Regions from separate parts of the Drosophila melanogaster genome. Here all the other regions are linked to region 1. A link is a contact called in public HiChIP or PLAC-seq data. All regions are on one chromosome and are shown on one strand. The core of a region is the stretch at or near the end of the contact, and the rest is flanking DNA. Distances in the headings are between cores, read along the strand shown.

Region 1 (2,698 bases), core at 94-2,593:
GTGAAAGCAGCGCACACATAAGCCCGCCACTTTGTCACAGTCAGCCATGAATCAGATACATATATCGGTTCAAGATACAGATACATTATTTACAAGCCCCTCTGTCGTAATTAGAAGTACCCACGAAACCTTCGACGAGTTCTTTATGACAGTAAGATCAGCCAACTGTGCGAGGGCAAACATCATAAAAGCCTGTGAAAAGTACTAGTTTACAGAACCAGTTAGTTGTGTTAATTGTCCAAAAGACGGAAGTTTCTGAGAAACCTTCGAGCCAGTTTCAAAATGCTACTAACAGGGCACTAAGCTGCCGCATTTTACTCTGAGTTCCCGCCAAAAATACTTGGTTCACAGATCGGATTTCTTGAAACGAGAAACCTCCAGGTACACTGAAAAAAAAATATCAACTTCTATTCTATAATAACAAATGAATAAAAAGGATCTGTAATTCAATTTTAAATCATAATTGTGTTTAAATGGAAACTACTTTATAACGATTAAATAATCATATAAAGTTTATTTATCTTTTTAAAGGTACTACTTTTTTTCTTGCTGTGCAGATTTGCATAGCCGGCTGATCACAAGCTCTCAACTGAGCGGCGATCTAATTGTTTACACCTGACTGAGGTGATTTTGCTTAGTTTGCGAGCGGATTTCTGGGTTTAATTCACTGCGATATGCTGCGAGTCCAAGGTAATTTAAATGCGATACTTTAAGGTTGCTGATATTCGTATCTTGCGAGCGATAAGATAAGTGCCAAGTACGTTAGGTTTCTTCAATGTTTTGCAGTTTTATAGTTTCCCGAACTGGCAAAATAATCTATGCCACCCCCCACCAACCCCCCACCCATTTTAATTGCTGGCCACTAAAAACAAAACGTGAAAAGCCAAGAGAGAGAGAGAGAGAGAGAAAGTCGCAGTGAGAGAGGCAAAGAGCGCTCTTTCTTCATTTCCCCCTGTTTTATAATTAAACATGTGAGGTTAGGATAGTAGCGAAAAGTAGCTATAAAATAGAGCAAAGGTCTGTGATGCGAACACCGATGGAATATCAATTATACGCACCTTCGAACCGATCTGATTGCCGCACTGGCCCGCCTGCAGATGCACAATTTCCCTCATTTCGCAAATGAACTAGTAACTTTTGGCAGCCAAACTTAACTCAATTGAACACACTGACGCACACACGCACTATCAGCAATTATCAGCCACTATATCAATCTGAATCTGAATCCGAATCTGAGTCACAATCGGTCACGCATTCGGTTGAATCCGGTGAAGAGTCGGAGGAGAGCTTTTCGTGAGCAGAACGATCGACACGCGTTCGCTTTGAGAATCCAACGTGAACTGAATGAATGGCGAGAAACCGAACGCGACCCGCTGGGGAATTTGTGCTCTACGGTTAAAGGGGGCCGCATTAGTTTTCCACTCGGAAAAATATTTATAAAAAAATGCCTTTACAAATTGGCATGATAAGAAATGATAAAATTATGGTTTGCAATCTTAGATTAATATATTGTAGATAGTTTTGGTGATGTATTGAATTTAGTATAACAATTTTTCATATCAAACAGATGATCAGAGATCAGAGTTCTAAAAATACAAAAGTTTTTACAAAGAAACTTTTGTTACTCTTAAAAATTATAAATATTATAGTTGTAATAACGTGCTGCTGTTATCTTGGGCACAGCTGTATATACATTTTTAGAGTCCCTATAAAACAGGTTTATTTTATTAAACAGGTTATTATTTTTTTTTTACAGGTGGAACATTTCATTAATACATGACCCAAATTACATCAATACTTTAGATAAAGATTATTAATTAGAACGTTGGTTATGTTTAAAACAATGCCTCTTAAATGATGAACAATAAAAACAAATTTCATTCGAAAACCTATGAATACCCGAACCATTTATTCATGCTAAGTTCCTCTTCATTAGTGAGTATATTTATTTGAATCACTATCCAAAATTGCGGCAATATCTTCCCTGATTTCTCGAAGTGCAGAGAGCGCGAAGAGCAGAGGTCGTAAATACATTAGTTTAAGTGAAACTGTGGGACAAAACAAGATATTTTCCATAGCAGCGTGTTTGTCTTCCCGCTTTTCCCGACTTTTCCCCTTTATCGTATGATTTTTACCGGCTAGGCGCCAACAATGCAATTCTTTCTCTCCCATCTTACGCTTCGCTGAGCTGGTGAGAATTCTTAGGGAAAAGATAGAGAGAGGGGAGAGAAAGAAGAGAGTCGAAGAATGAGGTAACAGCACGTGAGTCTAAGGTGCAAAGAGCGCCACATTCTACATTCTACAACTGCATTCTTCAATCAGATTTGTAGAATTGTACATGGACGTACAAGATTGAAATGTAGCCAAATGTAAAAATGTAATTGAAATATATAAAGTTAGTTGTTTGAGTATTGAACATATATTTTATTATATGCTATTTAATCAGTATATTTTTGTTTTCCAATTACAACCTTGTAAATCATAGAATCGTAGCTTGAACAAACCAAACTTATCTACATGAATAATTGGAAGCGGTTTAGTTAGTCATTTTAGACATCTAGGTTATCAGCTTCATGAGATTGACAATAAAAAACGCTGCTGAAATGGAATAACATGAAGTCTGTCGAGTCACACACACTTAATACCAGTTTAAAATTTAATTTATGACTAAGTTGTAAACTTAGATAGACAGTATTTT
Region 2 (2,698 bases), core at 115-2,614, 330 kb after region 1:
GGATTGATATAGACTGGGGAGAGTGCAGTGTGATAATGGTGGACCCGAGTCCAAGTCGGATTCCTATTCCTACTCCGCTGGCGATTGCGATTGCGCTGGACTGGCTTGTGGTAAATGCTTAAATAACTAAAATTCGCTGGCACTTGAGTCCCGCTTGCCTCAATTGGGTTTAAGGATTACAAGATCTCGCTGCCTCTTAAACAAATACATTTTACATTTGCGCTAAGGTCACACACACAAAAAATAATCATAATTATAGTTAGTAATCATATTCTTATGTACGCGTTTTCATGGCTTCAGTGTACCTTTGCATATAAAGTTATATATGTTTATATATATATATATATATATATATATGTTCTTTCGTAATTTACAAAATTTATTTGCATTAAGATCATTTGGTTTTTGTTGTTGCTTGCGTATCAATTTCGATTGATTGGTTTTCAGTTTTCGTTAGGTAATATTTGCATAGGTTATATCGTTATCGTTATTGTTATGGTTATTAGCTTTAACTTTAATCGTATAGTACAACAGTTCATGGCATTACGTCAACTATTAACGCTGCTCTAAGTAGGAAAATCTTTGCCTTGATTTTTGCATCGCATAAAAAATAAGGAGAATAATTAACAGAACAAAAAAAAAAAATAAGGGCAATCGTTTCGTTATTTTCCAAGATCATGGCTGGTTGGCACTGGTACAAAGCAGACAGACCCCGCTGTGTGTAATTGGTATGTGTGTGTGTGTGTTTTGTGTGAGCATTGAGCATTTTGTAAGCAACCATTGTTTTAGTTTTTTGTCGAGGGTATGCGAGAAACAAACATTTGGAATCGTAACTACTAAACCAACGAGCGCTAGGCAAATTGCAATAAACAAATTTCAAAAATTTCACTTAATTATGCTAAACGCTAACAACTCTTCCCACTTTACGTTTGACTCGAATACTACAAAAGAATAATAAGAATGAATAAACAAAAGAGTGTGGAGCCATCAAATGCGAGTGCCCCCTGAAAACTAAGCGGTAGATATTAACTTAAGCCTAATCCAAAAAGTGTCTCTGCATTATCGTGTAACTACTTCTTCGACGACGATGACCCCGAAGATACCGTTACCGCTGGCGTCGCTGCTGTTGATGTTGCTGCTGATGCGGCTGTTGTTGCTGTAGCTGCCGCTGATGTGGTGGCACGTGTTGAGCCTGTCTGTGATCCTGCTCCTGGCTTCGGCTTCTGTTGCTGCTGTCGCTTGTGTGGCGCCAGGCCAGAATTGCTGCCGCCGCGTCGCAACTCGTGCTGCGATCCCTGATTGCGATTGGCCACCTGCGGCTTGTTGCCCAGGGAGCCGCTGCGAATGCGCACTGTGGTGCTGCCGAAGGAGCCTGTGCGCCTGCGGTTTTGCTGCTGATTGTAGCCGCCGTATCCCTGCTGATACTGGTGATGCTGCTGCTGCTGCTGTTGTTGGTGCTGTTGCTGCAGCAACCTGCCCACGTAGTCGCTGCGGTTGGTGATGGTCGTGTTGAGGCGACGACCGCCGGCCGCAATTACAGCTGTGCCATCGCTCTCCGACACACTGCGGTGGCGATTGAGCTGGCGGCCTGGATTCAGGCTGCCCACTCCTTGCAGCATCTCGTTGATCTCCGGCTCCACCACGCGGAAGTCCTCAATGTTCTTGAAGCTCTTCAGGTACTCGGCCAGCTTGGGCTGCACCTCCAACTTCTCACCATTCTTGTAGTATTTCAGGAAGGCCCAGAACTTCTCGAGGCCGTACAGTTGACCTGAAGAAAATGTTTAATATTAGTAATGAATGTTTAATAATGAATGTTGTAAGAAGTTATAATAATTTTTATATTTGCACAACAAATTCTTACCTGTTTCATAATCGGCAATCGTCTCGTCCTGGAAATCCTGATAGATATTCGGTCTGAACTTCTTCTCCAAGCCGTACGAGAAGAACCGGAAGAGGCATTCAAGACCGTAGCGGAAACCATTGCCGGCATCCTCCAGCGCCAACGATCGGAACTCGTTGTACATGCTCTTGTTGAAGTTCTCGCGCAGGAAGAACGACCAGAAGCGGTACAGGGTGTTCATCTCCTGCGACTGACCGTAGCCCAAGCGCCGGCGCTCCTTGAGGCAGCGCGAATGGTACTTGTGGTAGGCCTGTTGGGTGAAGTTGTTCTCCTTGAGAAGAGCATGTGATGGATGCTGGAATACGGGCAGCGACTGTGGCACCGACGATCCGAACGATCCGTACGACGAGGCGGTAGGCGATGTGCCCGCCGAGGAACCCATCGAGGTGGTGCGAGGACGATGCTCCACAGTGTCAAGCAGCCAACCGACGTGGGCCTCCACTGGAGGATTGGCGGTGTGACGGAGTTTCCTCTTTCTTGGCGTTCGGGGATCAATCGAGTGCGAGTTGGGAGCAGCATAGAAGCGGGCACGTCGGGACTTGAGAGTGTTGTTCAGCGTGGAGTTGAGAGTGGTGTCACCCACCAGGGTTTCATCCAGATCTTCCTCAAATGGTGGCGGTGGTGGCACCACCTGCGGCGGCAACACCGATTTGTTTCGACCACCAGCCAGTTTTTCGAAGTCTGCCTGGGAAATCACATTGACAGTCTTGTAATCGGCAACCACATTGGTGGTGGTCCACAGATCCTCTTCGTAGTTAACCAGTCCATCGTTGATGATGTTCTCCAGATCCTGGGTGA
Region 3 (2,698 bases), core at 82-2,581, 280 kb after region 1:
TACGTTCGTTGATAAGCGTGCCAGTACACGTAATATTCGAACTTAGTTCTGGTCGAATTTTGACCAGCCATGGAGCGGGACTAAATACAGAACTTTTCCCGCAATTCTGCTCTAAAAATAATGCTGATCCCTGGTAAAACAGCAGCAGAGCAAATACCGCCAACCGGAGTGTCGCACTCATTGTCTTAAACTAAAATATACTTCCAAATAATAGCGATTAAAAGCAATCTTCAATTGAGCTGGCGCTACCCATTTCGCTTTTATGTTTGTTCTTATGAGCGATCAGAACGTTTAATTAACTGAAAGATTAAATCTACAACAAATAATTTATGCATAAATATGAGACAGTACTTAAAGAGAATTTCTTATTTCATATTTCCGTTTCATAGCGAGCTTAGGTTGAATAGGAACCAATTAAAAATGCTCAGTACTGTTCCATTAAATATTTAATATTCTTTTTTCTTGACTGGAGTACTTATATCAATCTCTAACGAGATTTGAGCTATCCAGTTAATATGAGACATAACATTTATATAAACCTCATCATAGGTTTTGTTATCACGATAGCTCAGGATTCCATATCGTACAAGTCCCTTGAAAGGACCGTTTGAGATTGTTTCAGTCCAAGGACTTCCAGTGGGTTTGGACTGCCATTTTTCTTCATTTTCTCCGAAAACATATTTACAGAATAAACCTTTTATGTTTTTACAAAAGTACCACATTTTGGGCTTTTCATTGATAATTTCAAAAGTGGTCGCCAATCCAAGGCTTTTAGGACTTTTTGTGATACACATCGGTCGAATGTGGGTCTTAAATTCCACTTCCGTTTGCAACCGAAAGATACACAAATTATTCGTATTGTTGGCCGGGAAATGTGTCATCCAAAAGTAAGCCTTTGTTACTCGGAAATTTTCGTAGCTTTTATCAAAATAGCCACTGCCCAAGCGAACAGTTCTATTTAAAAAAGGCAGATAATATTTTTTCTGGTGTTTTTTTAACTTAACAGGACTTACAGTTTTTCATTCTCTTTAAAACAACTCGCAGCTGTTAGAACATAAACTGAGAAACAATATATTGATTATTTTGTGTCTGATGAAGCATATCGCGTGTTATACTAACGATTATTTATGAGTGCTCCAGCGCAAATTACTTTAGAATCCGATAGAATTTCAGCCAGCCAGGGAGCATAGCTTGATCCATTAATCCGCTCCATGTGGTCTACGCAATCCTCCTCCAGAGTCTGGGCAGATCCCTGGTAAAACATCAAAACGATACACAGTACTATCCATCTTGCTGTGTTCATCGTTCCATGCGGCAATTCAACTGCCTGCCAACTGATTTTGAAATCGCAAGCTGAGTACTATTTTTATATGGTGTTTAAAACGACGCTTATCACGAATCTTAGCAGGAGCTTAGTCATTTTGTGTGTTTGTGGTAATTAAATTTGTATACATATTTTTGATTCGCTGAAGTCTTATCAGCTTACACTTTTCACATGCACTCCCTATCGTATATACTCGGTGGAGAATTCTCTTCGTGTGTCTCATACAAGAATCAAAATTGAACGCTGAAGGCAGCGCGTCCGCTATGAATTATGACTTTAATTTCAATTTCAGTCAGGGTCCAGCATATGTGTCGTCCCTTCGATATCCTGCCCATTCTCCCCTACCGCTCCCCTTTCCCAGTTTCCCTGGCAAACCACCTGCCAGTAAGCATTGGCCATAATTCTAAAGTCAGTGACGGATCATAAATTCGAAACTTTTCTGCGAAACGGCAGTGGCAGAAACAACCAAAAGCAACAACAATGGTTTAAGATGGGCGACCTAAGATGAATCCATGGAAACCATCGACGGTCAATGACGAAAGCATCAAACTCAAAACCCGATTGCCATCATATTGAAAATATTGAGTTCAACACTCGAGAAGGTCGGCAACTTAGGCAAACTTCGACTGCCAAATGCTCTGTTTGAACTGATTTAATTGGAAAACCGCAGATGACAAATCTGAATGATAAATACCATTTATTATTTTAATATTATACTGATGCTTACATATTAATTAAAGAAAAAAGAGCTTTTTCGTGTGGCATTAGAATAGAAAAGAATACAAAGGTATATATAAGATTGTCATTATAATCACTTTATGACATATGACAAGCCACTCAAAAAGCAAAATGCTTGATGCAAGATTTTAAGAGTCGACATCTTATTTTAAAAGCTAGTTTCTAGGACACAGTACTTTCAGTTAAATAGAGTATGGAAAAAGAGCGTTTGTCAGCAAAAGAATAACAACGACAAGCAAAGCAACTGCAAATTACACTTGAATGGAACAATGGGAAAATGGGAAATGTGGAGGCGGCGACGGTAAGAGGAAAAGGTAAACGACAAGAATACGATTGGAAAACGATTTTCATTTCTGCAGCTAATATGAGCGACAAATCTAAGTGAAGTGGGTCGAAGGGGGCGTGGCTACATCGAACTCACAGTCACACACACTCGCACACCCACACACACCACACATGCAAGCATCATGCAAAGGGACAATTTCGAAATCAATATTTATGACTGCCCCAGCAGATTTATTGCAACTGGCGATGAGGGTACCAAATTCGCCTCGTTCTAGTTGAATTCTTTTCTCTATTTTCCATTTTTGTGCTTTTCCCATTTTTTTTTTTTTTGCTCATTGCTGCTGTTGCTTT

What was found. HiChIP or PLAC-seq counts read pairs in DNA pulled down with a chosen protein or histone mark.
Region 2: an H3K27ac HiChIP or PLAC-seq map of the Kc167 cell line shows a contact between it and region 1, with 6 times the contacts expected there. The contact joins the enhancer-like site here to the promoter of betaTub97EF in region 1. A contact is called at or near these places in 1 of 1 datasets of contacts at CTCF or cohesin (the Kc167 cell line), 5 of 107 Hi-C or Micro-C datasets (the Clone 8 cell line, the Kc167 cell line, embryo and 2 more) and 2 of 6 datasets of contacts at active chromatin or transcription factors (both in the Kc167 cell line).
Region 3: an H3K27ac HiChIP or PLAC-seq map of the Kc167 cell line shows a contact between it and region 1, with 6 times the contacts expected there. The contact joins the promoter of CG43124 here to the promoter of betaTub97EF in region 1. A contact is called at or near these places in 5 of 107 Hi-C or Micro-C datasets (the Clone 8 cell line, the Kc167 cell line, the S2 cell line and 2 more) and 1 of 6 datasets of contacts at active chromatin or transcription factors (the Kc167 cell line).

What each region holds. Positions count from the first base shown.
Region 1 is chr3R:27,987,041-27,989,738 of dm6, forward strand. betaTub97EF (beta-Tubulin at 97EF) reads right to left here and starts at 1,344. Exons shown (of 7, transcript NM_143349.2): 1 at 1,059-1,344. The coding sequence starts at 1,115. It overlaps CG4815, which reads right to left. Exons shown (of 1, transcript NM_143350.2): 1 at 2,659-2,698.
Region 2 is chr3R:28,319,512-28,322,209 of dm6, forward strand. larp (La related protein) reads right to left here. Exons shown (of 7, transcript NM_170365.4): 6 at 1,862-2,698; 7 at 1-1,768. The coding sequence ends at 1,071. Among named protein-coding and RNA genes, the nearest start is that of larp, 16 kb to the right of the region's middle. Within about 2 kb of position 1,365, at least 8 of the 39 cell types and tissues checked have an H3K27ac peak or open chromatin away from gene starts, as enhancers often do. A contact at or near this core is called in the Kc167 cell line, where this site is marked.
Region 3 is chr3R:28,263,442-28,266,139 of dm6, forward strand. It overlaps CG43124, which reads right to left and starts at 1,332. Exons shown (of 3, transcript NM_001260416.2): 1 at 1,120-1,332; 2 at 1,014-1,059; 3 at 430-954. The coding sequence starts at 1,303. The coding sequence ends at 447. CG43125 reads right to left here and starts at 181. Exons shown (of 3, transcript NM_001260415.1): 1 at 4-181. The coding sequence starts at 181.